Linked DNA regions of Lactuca sativa: region 1 is linked to region 2. Evidence: chromatin contacts called from public Hi-C data. All regions are on one chromosome and are shown on one strand. Each heading gives the region's core, a stretch centred on a gene start, on an enhancer-like site or on the middle of the called end of the contact. The rest is flanking DNA. Distances are from core to core; before and after follow the strand shown. Region 1 holds the start of LOC111913803 (probable protein phosphatase 2C 55). Region 2 holds the start of LOC111913799 (zinc finger protein GAI-ASSOCIATED FACTOR 1).

The links. Hi-C and Micro-C count contacts between places; a contact is called where the count stands out from the background.
Region 1: a contact with region 2 is called in a Hi-C map of leaf, with 5 times the contacts expected there. The contact joins the promoter of LOC111913803 here to the promoter of LOC111913799 in region 2. A contact is called at or near these places in 3 of 4 Hi-C or Micro-C datasets (leaf and seed).

What each region holds. Positions count from the first base shown.
Region 1 is chr4:229,361,446-229,365,277 of Lsat_Salinas_v11, forward strand. It overlaps LOC111913803 (probable protein phosphatase 2C 55), which reads left to right and starts at 1,501. Exons shown (of 6, transcript XM_023909513.3): 1 at 1,501-1,709; 2 at 2,393-3,261; 3 at 3,345-3,669; 4 at 3,748-3,832. The coding sequence starts at 2,510.
Region 2 is chr4:228,592,592-228,596,608 of Lsat_Salinas_v11, forward strand. It overlaps LOC111913799 (zinc finger protein GAI-ASSOCIATED FACTOR 1), which reads left to right and starts at 2,115. Exons shown (of 4, transcript XM_023909509.3): 1 at 2,115-2,608; 2 at 2,729-3,125; 3 at 3,202-3,440; 4 at 3,829-4,017. The coding sequence starts at 2,458.

The DNA.
Region 1 (3,832 bases), core at 251-2,750, 770 kb after region 2:
TTGTCTCGTGTCTTGTATCTTGTATTCTTAGTGAGTAAAACGAATCTCTGGTGAATTGTACTTATAACCTCTGTTTGAGAACTCTGAAATAAAGAATATTCCCTTCCTGCCCGTGGACATAGGTTACCTTAACCGAATACGTAAATACTATGTCTTTGTGTGCTTATAGTTTTGCTTGTTATCTGCATTACTTCCTAACAGGGGTCATCAGAACTTGGCAAGTGGTATCATATTTGTTTTGAGTCCTGACAAGTATCGTCTGTTTTCACTAACAATATATATATATATATATATATATATATATATATATATATATATATATATATATATATATATAGAGAGAGAGAGAGAGAGAGTTAGGTTCAAATGTTTTCACTATCTATTGTGTGCATGTATAATTGATTCTGGACCAATTATTTTAGTTATTTTAAAAAAGTAATTAATGCATATTAAATGCTGAAGATGTAATTAATACCCATTATATTTTCAACATTTAATATGTATTAATTACTTTCTTAATATAACTAAAATGATTGGTCCAGAATCACTCACACATGCACACAATAGATAGTGAAAACAAAATAACCTAACCCTATATATATATATATATATATATATATATATATATATATATATATATATATATATAATCGTGTTCAAGTTAATGATCAAGGTTTTGTTAGTGATTAATGTGCTAGGATCATATTAGTCTTCAAGTTTTAAAACCATCAAGTGTTGTCACGTTTAACCAAGGCCAAGTGTAATTACTTTCTTAGCCTATATAATGAATATTAGTGGTTTTCATGTTATTTATACACATTTTTATTATACACACAAAATACTTAAAGTTAATTGTCTATTTTCGACTTTTGAAGTTTTTTTCTTCAGCTTTGACTTTAAATATTTTTATTTGTGTTATATATTAATTGATAAAAACTTATAACAATAAAAAGACATTTAAAATACAATTTATTCATAAATTTTGCATCAAGTATTATCTATCAAAAAAAAAAATATTTAAGGTTAAAGTTGAAAAATAAAAACTTGAACAATTAATTTGAGACGGACGTATTAGTATATATCGGTTTATTAATAAAATTAAAAGTATAATTTTAAAACCTACTGTAAAATCAAGTCAATATGTTGGAATCCGTATTTACACACGACCAATTAAGGTAAATACCTCAACCCAAAGATCAAACAATTTATCTAACTATATTGTATTGAGTAAAATACCTCAACCCAAAGATCAAACAATTTATCTAACTATATTGTATTGAAAATCTCAATCAATTTATATAAACATATTAAATTAGAAATAAATTGTTTTTTTGTTCTAACATGTTGATATACCCGAATACAATGCGAAGTGTAACTTATACATGCCAAACAATTGGATATATATATTCAATTCCCTTTATGCAGATCCAATTCTATTCATTTCATTTTCACTTTGTGCTATTCGTTCTGCCAAATGTCCCTAGTTTTGGATTTTGTTCGGACCGACTTGTTTCTTAAATTACTATATTACCCTCGGCCTTTATGTTATATCCTCCGCCATCACCCGGATCTCCGGTCTTTTTCAACGTGAGGTTAGGGCTTTAATCACACCCCAAAAGCCCGGAGCCGCCGCCTTCTTCGCCTCTATTGACATCGATATTCGCAGTCAGCCGTGAACTCGTAGCTCATCGTTTCTCCACAGTCACAAGGTAATCTTTACTTGCATGATATTGTCAACTATTTTCATCTCTGTTACATTGAAATCCTTTTTCTGTTGACGAATTAAACGAATTTGAAATCGATTAGTTAGTTCCATAGTTTCTTTCATTCTTCAGCGAATCAGTATTTCCCGTTCGTCTACGTATGATACATCAGTATTTGTCGAGTAGGGAATTCATCTCGGACAGATGTGTCGTGCTTTCCTTCTTAGGGTTGAAAATTAATGTTCGACAGAGAGGATTATTGATCTTATGTGTACAAATTGATGTGCTACTAGTAATTAGTTAGGCGAAAAGAGCAAATAACGAAAGTTTAACATCACGAAGGGATTTGCGATAAGAGTTGAGGTCACCACCACAATCAAATTGCAAACTGTTGAATGTTATTATTACGAGGAATTGTACCAGCATATAGAGGACCTTAGAATATTTGAATTTCTTGAATAGATCAAACATGGAAGCAAAAGCAACCAAATAAAAGAAAAGTAAATTGTCTGTTCTTGGTTTACCTTAGCTAATTACTAACAAAGTTATCCACAAAACGGTAGTTTTTCATTTATACAAATGCCTTCATCTTTTCTGTTAAATATTTTTGTCACTGTTTTGATACTTAGCAATTTGCATAACTTGATTATGAAAGACTATTTTTAAACCAGGTTTTTACATATACTCAGAGGGAGTTGGTTGGATTGGATCCCAAAGATAAATGTGCTTGGAGTTATGAGATTATACCTTTCATGCTGTGATATTACTTCTACACATACTGTTGCAAAGGCAAAGGCAAAGGCAAGATGCCATATAAATATCTTTCAAGACTTAGAGGTTCATTCAGTCAGGGGATTCACAGAACCAATATAACTCTAGAAAGCACCCTTCAGGGCTCATTTGAAGTTCTTCTCTGCCATGGGAAAACTTTATTTGGTAACCCAAGATTCTACTCTGTACCATTTCTAGAACCTGGTGACCTAAATACCCTTCTTCAACACTATTCTGCATGTGCTTCTCAATTGAACTTACAAACAAGTAAAAAGAACAACCTTTCTGTTCTTGGAGCTCTTTCAAGAACATTCTCAACCCCATCTGTATCCGGACCTTCATTTCAAGTCTGTGGCTATCACGCAGACAATCTGCTATCCAATCCTAATCATTTCCAATCTGTTATCACCAATCATCACATTCCCATGTCTCTTTCAATTTCAAGATCTTTACTAGGGGGTGGATCATTACACAACTTAGCTTCCACACATGGACACCTCATCGATAATTCCAATCTTTCTTTTCCTACCCGAGGTTTCCATAGTTATCACAAGATCACCATGAATTCAAGAAACAATAAAGAATCAGAAAGCTTCTCTCTTTACGGATACTTCATCTACCATGTTGCCAAAGCAAACGGCATCTCCAACCCGTTTCTTGATATCGACTGGAAAAGCTTCCACATCTCATCCCCAACTTTTCTAAATTCCGAAACTGCCCCTGATATGTTCTCAGACAACAACTCTCTGTGTGATGATCGGGTTACATCTTCTTCCAACAGTGATAGGTAATGTTTCTTTTTTTTTTTTTTTTTTTCCCTTTTCTGACATTCTTTAAGAATGTTAAAATAAAACAATCTCATGATTACAGAAAGGCGTTATCAGATAGATCATTGAAGCTGGTTTCTGGATCATGTTATCTACCCCACCCTGAGAAGGAGGAGACAGGTGGCGAAGATGCACATTTCATATGTTCTGATGAACAAGCGATAGGGGTAGCAGATGGGGTAGGTGGGTGGGCTGACCTTGGTATTGATGCTGGGAAATACGCACGTGAACTTATGTCAAATTCAGTAAATGCAATACAAGATGAACCTAAAGGCTCTGTTGATCCCACTAGGGTTTTGGAAAAAGCTTACACCAACACTAAAGCTAAAGGATCCTCAACTGCTTGCATTATCGCACTCACAAATCAGGTATAATTAGTAATTAATTATTCACTTTCCAATAATTAATTAATTAATTAATTAACTATGATTAATTAATATTGTTAGGGTCTTGATGCTATTAACTTGGGAGATAGTGGATTTATGGTAGTGAGAGATGGATGTACTGTTTTTCGATCACCTGCACAACAAC
Region 2 (4,017 bases), core at 865-3,364:
TTGTTGGTTTCTATTTTAGTTTAATAATGCATGTCTAATCATTTTTAATCAAGCTCATATATACACTTAACTTGAATCGGCCACCTAGGTTAGGTTATTTTGAGTGATTGCTAGTAGAATTTATGGAATACATAATTGTTTTAGGGATTTCACCAAGGAACAAATGATGTTTTTATAACTTAGTATTTACATCCTAAGATGTACTACACGTTGAGAACTTTACGAACTCAAGCGAAAGGGGAAACATTTTCGGGAAACTTTTTTGCTTAATGCGATCTTTCGGTCATAATTCAAGAACTTGTTTGAGCTTGATTAGTTAGATTAGGCTTAGTTATAGAACTTGTTTTAACTAAATATTTTACAAGTATTTTGGTATAAGAACTTTTTAATGCCTAGTAACAACCTAAATTGTGAATCAAACAACCTACATCATCCGAGTTAGTGATCATACCAAGTGTAATAGACTTAAAGTTGGATTCCTTCTCAATTGATGATTTTCATTCCCTTTTTATTGCATGTTTATTACATACAAAATTATTATTTTTATTGAAATTCAAAACCCTCAATTTTGATTGGACTTGGACATATTATCGTTTAACCTGAATCTCTATTGAGACAACCTTACTTACCGCTATCACAAGCCATGGTGAGAGTGTGAATGATCCATACCCCTTTCATTTATTGGTTTTGACAACCAACACTATCTATACTTTGTGTATATGTATGATCACTAAACTTTATCTTGTATTCAAAAAATATCGTTGTGTTACCAATATTAGTAGGTCACCGGCCACATAGCATGCTACGTGACAGATAATATGAATTTTTCTGTTTATTATGTACACATTATATCATTAAACTTCTTTTGTATTATAATTTACCATTAAAATTTTTATGCATAATTTACTATTAATCTTATATAATGTGTTTAAAAATACTACTTTAAAAAATACATATCATTATATAAAAATTGGTTTCCACGACCCATTAGGGCTCCTCAATATTGCAATGTTTGGGGAAGACGGCTCACATTTGGTTATGATACTAAGCAAACCTTTTTAGGACTATGTCACATACCTTTCTCTTAATCATCCATTGATTGAAACACATAAGGTATAAACTTGAGACCTTTAATGGCTTACATATTGAGCCACTACCATGACAATTAATATTAGTACATATATATTTTATAGATAAACTCAAAGTATTTAAATATATAAATAAGTATACTATTGCGGCGAGGGATGAACAAAAATCTAAAGTTCTAATTCAAAATTCTCTCAATTCATCTCCCTATGAGGAATTGTCAAACCATTTGACTCTTCAACCATTCTAATATAAAGGATTAGTCAATTAAATAATAGCTAGTAAAAGTAAATGGATCGGTTTGAAAATATATAAACTGCTAGTTTTACATACATATAAAAACATTTACAATAGATATATGTTTTTTCTTTTTTTAGAAAAACGTTTCACAATGAATTGTAAAATAATAGTTACAAAGTGTGACTAGACTAATTTTTCTTTTGTCAAAGTATTGATACAATAAATTGACCAATGGAAAGTGTCCCCAACCCAACATTGCACAATAGGGTTTATCATTTCACAACAAGTCCATTTCGCAAGCACAGTTCACATATATTTAAGAGGTAAATCGGTGTGATTTAATCATTACATGGTGTCAACATCTATTACTGGATAATTATTTATAAGTAAACTTTTGACCACTACTATAAAAAACGACTAACAAATGTCGTTATTTATGTATTGAATAATTGTAAGGTAGTAGTAGTATTCGAGAAAGGAAAAAGACAATTTGTATGAGAAGATATGCGTCGATTGGGTAATTTAGGAAAACGTTAAAAGGGGGTCTGTACGCGATTTCTTAAATGACGAAACTACCCCTGGTCTTTTTGTCCTTACGTGTTACTCTTGTATATGTGAACTCATTTTCAAAGTCTAATACAAAACGACAAAACCAACGCGTCTCAGTACTACGTCTTCTCCGACACATGCCAATCTCTCGCTGATTTAACCACGTGGACGGCCAAGATTTCAACCCAATTGATGACTATACTCTTAACTTGTGCCCGAAGTACCTCACATTAACCATGGTTAACGGCCGCCACTCTTAAAACCCGTCTTCTTTTTTTCTTCCTGTTTTTGATTTTTAATCCTTATCTTTCATGAATCATCTCTCTCCCTGCAAAAACAACGTCCGCCGTGTTACACCATCATCTCCGTCGTGACCTCCGGTCTTGATTCTACAAAGTTTTGTAATTACTTCTGCAGCTGGATATAATCGAGCTGTGTTTTTACTTTTTAGTCAGCAATAGGAAACAGGAAGAACTAAAGAAGACATTTGGTGATCAGGTAGATGAATTTGCAGTTGCAAGTGAACGAAAATAATCTACGAAGCTAGAGTTTGTATTTGTTGTTAGCTTCCGAGTTTAACTTATGGTAGATTTTGAGAATTCTTCGGCAATGGCTGTTTCTGCAACTTCAGTTGAAGGAACTGAATGTTCATCCGGTGGTAACGAAACAGCACCTAATCCTCCTCCTGAGCTGCAACCGATAAAGAAGAAGAGAAATCTTCCAGGAATGCCAGGTACTTTGACGAATGTTTTTCTGTAAACGTGTATTTTAGTTTTGTTTATATAAAGGTGTTGCGATTATATATAAAGTGATTTTGGTTTTGATTTTGATTTTGATTTTGATTTCGTCGCAGATCCAGATGCGGAGGTGATCGCACTATCACCGACGACTCTACTAGCCACCAATCGGTTCGTATGCGAGATCTGCAACAAAGGATTCCAGCGGGACCAGAACCTTCAGCTTCATCGGAGAGGTCATAACTTGCCGTGGAAATTAAAACAGCGAGATGGAAAGGAAATCCGGAAACGCGTTTATGTTTGTCCGGAGAAAACCTGCATCCACCATGATCCGTCTAGAGCACTCGGCGATCTCACCGGAATCAAAAAGCACTTCTCCAGGAAGCACGGCGAGAAAAAGTGGAAGTGCGAGAGGTGCTCGAAGAAGTACGCCGTTCAATCCGATTGGAAAGCGCATATGAAAACGTGTGGTACAAAGGAATACAGATGTGATTGTGGCACCTTATTTTCTAGGTTAAATTTCTTCATCAAAATTCTATGAATTAATCCATGAGATCATCAATCTGATTGTGTTTTTGATAATGATTAGGAGGGATAGCTTCATTACGCATAGAGCTTTCTGTGATGCATTAGCTCAAGAGAGTGCGAGATCTCAATCTCAATCTCAAACTCCAAGCCTTCCCATTACTAATTCTAATCATCATAATCATCTACAAGAAACTGAGAAAGTGCAGGCGGCTATTCTTCCACCGTCGTGTAGCCCGCCGCCACCGCCGCATACTCCTTCCACCGGCGTACTCTCTCCTGTTCAATCCGTTCACAGCTCAGGTTTGTAATTGAACTTTTTCACAGCGCACTATTTTTCGCTTTCAAAATTGCGATTCGTCGTGTATCCACTGTCATGATTACGTTTGTTGTAACGCATTTGTCAAAGTACTACGTGCTTTTTAGCGTGTATGAGAGTGAGTGGGTCGTAGAAGTAGAACTCCATTAATAAAGAGCTCGAAGATCGACGAATTAAAAAGCTAGGTAATTAAAAAGAGAGATTTTGTATGAAAAAGGACGCCATGATTGTTCCTGCTTTTCCTTTTGCTTGTAATAGCAAAGTTCATACTCATAACTTTTTTAGATTCTGAGTACTTAAATCATAAACAATTACCATCACCTTTTTATAAATTTGTTTTACTTTTTCTTATATAATTTCTTCTTTATGTAGCAGAGTTGCCGGAAAAATCCACGGGTATACTAGAGCACCAGAAGGGGGCGGGGGCGACATTGGAGGTGGTGGAGGCAGCGGCGGCGGCGGAGACATGCCTCCCAACAACCACAACGACCACCGCTAGTGGTGGCTCAACCTCTAGTGGAAACAACAACAACAATGCGAGTAACAACAATACAGGCGTAT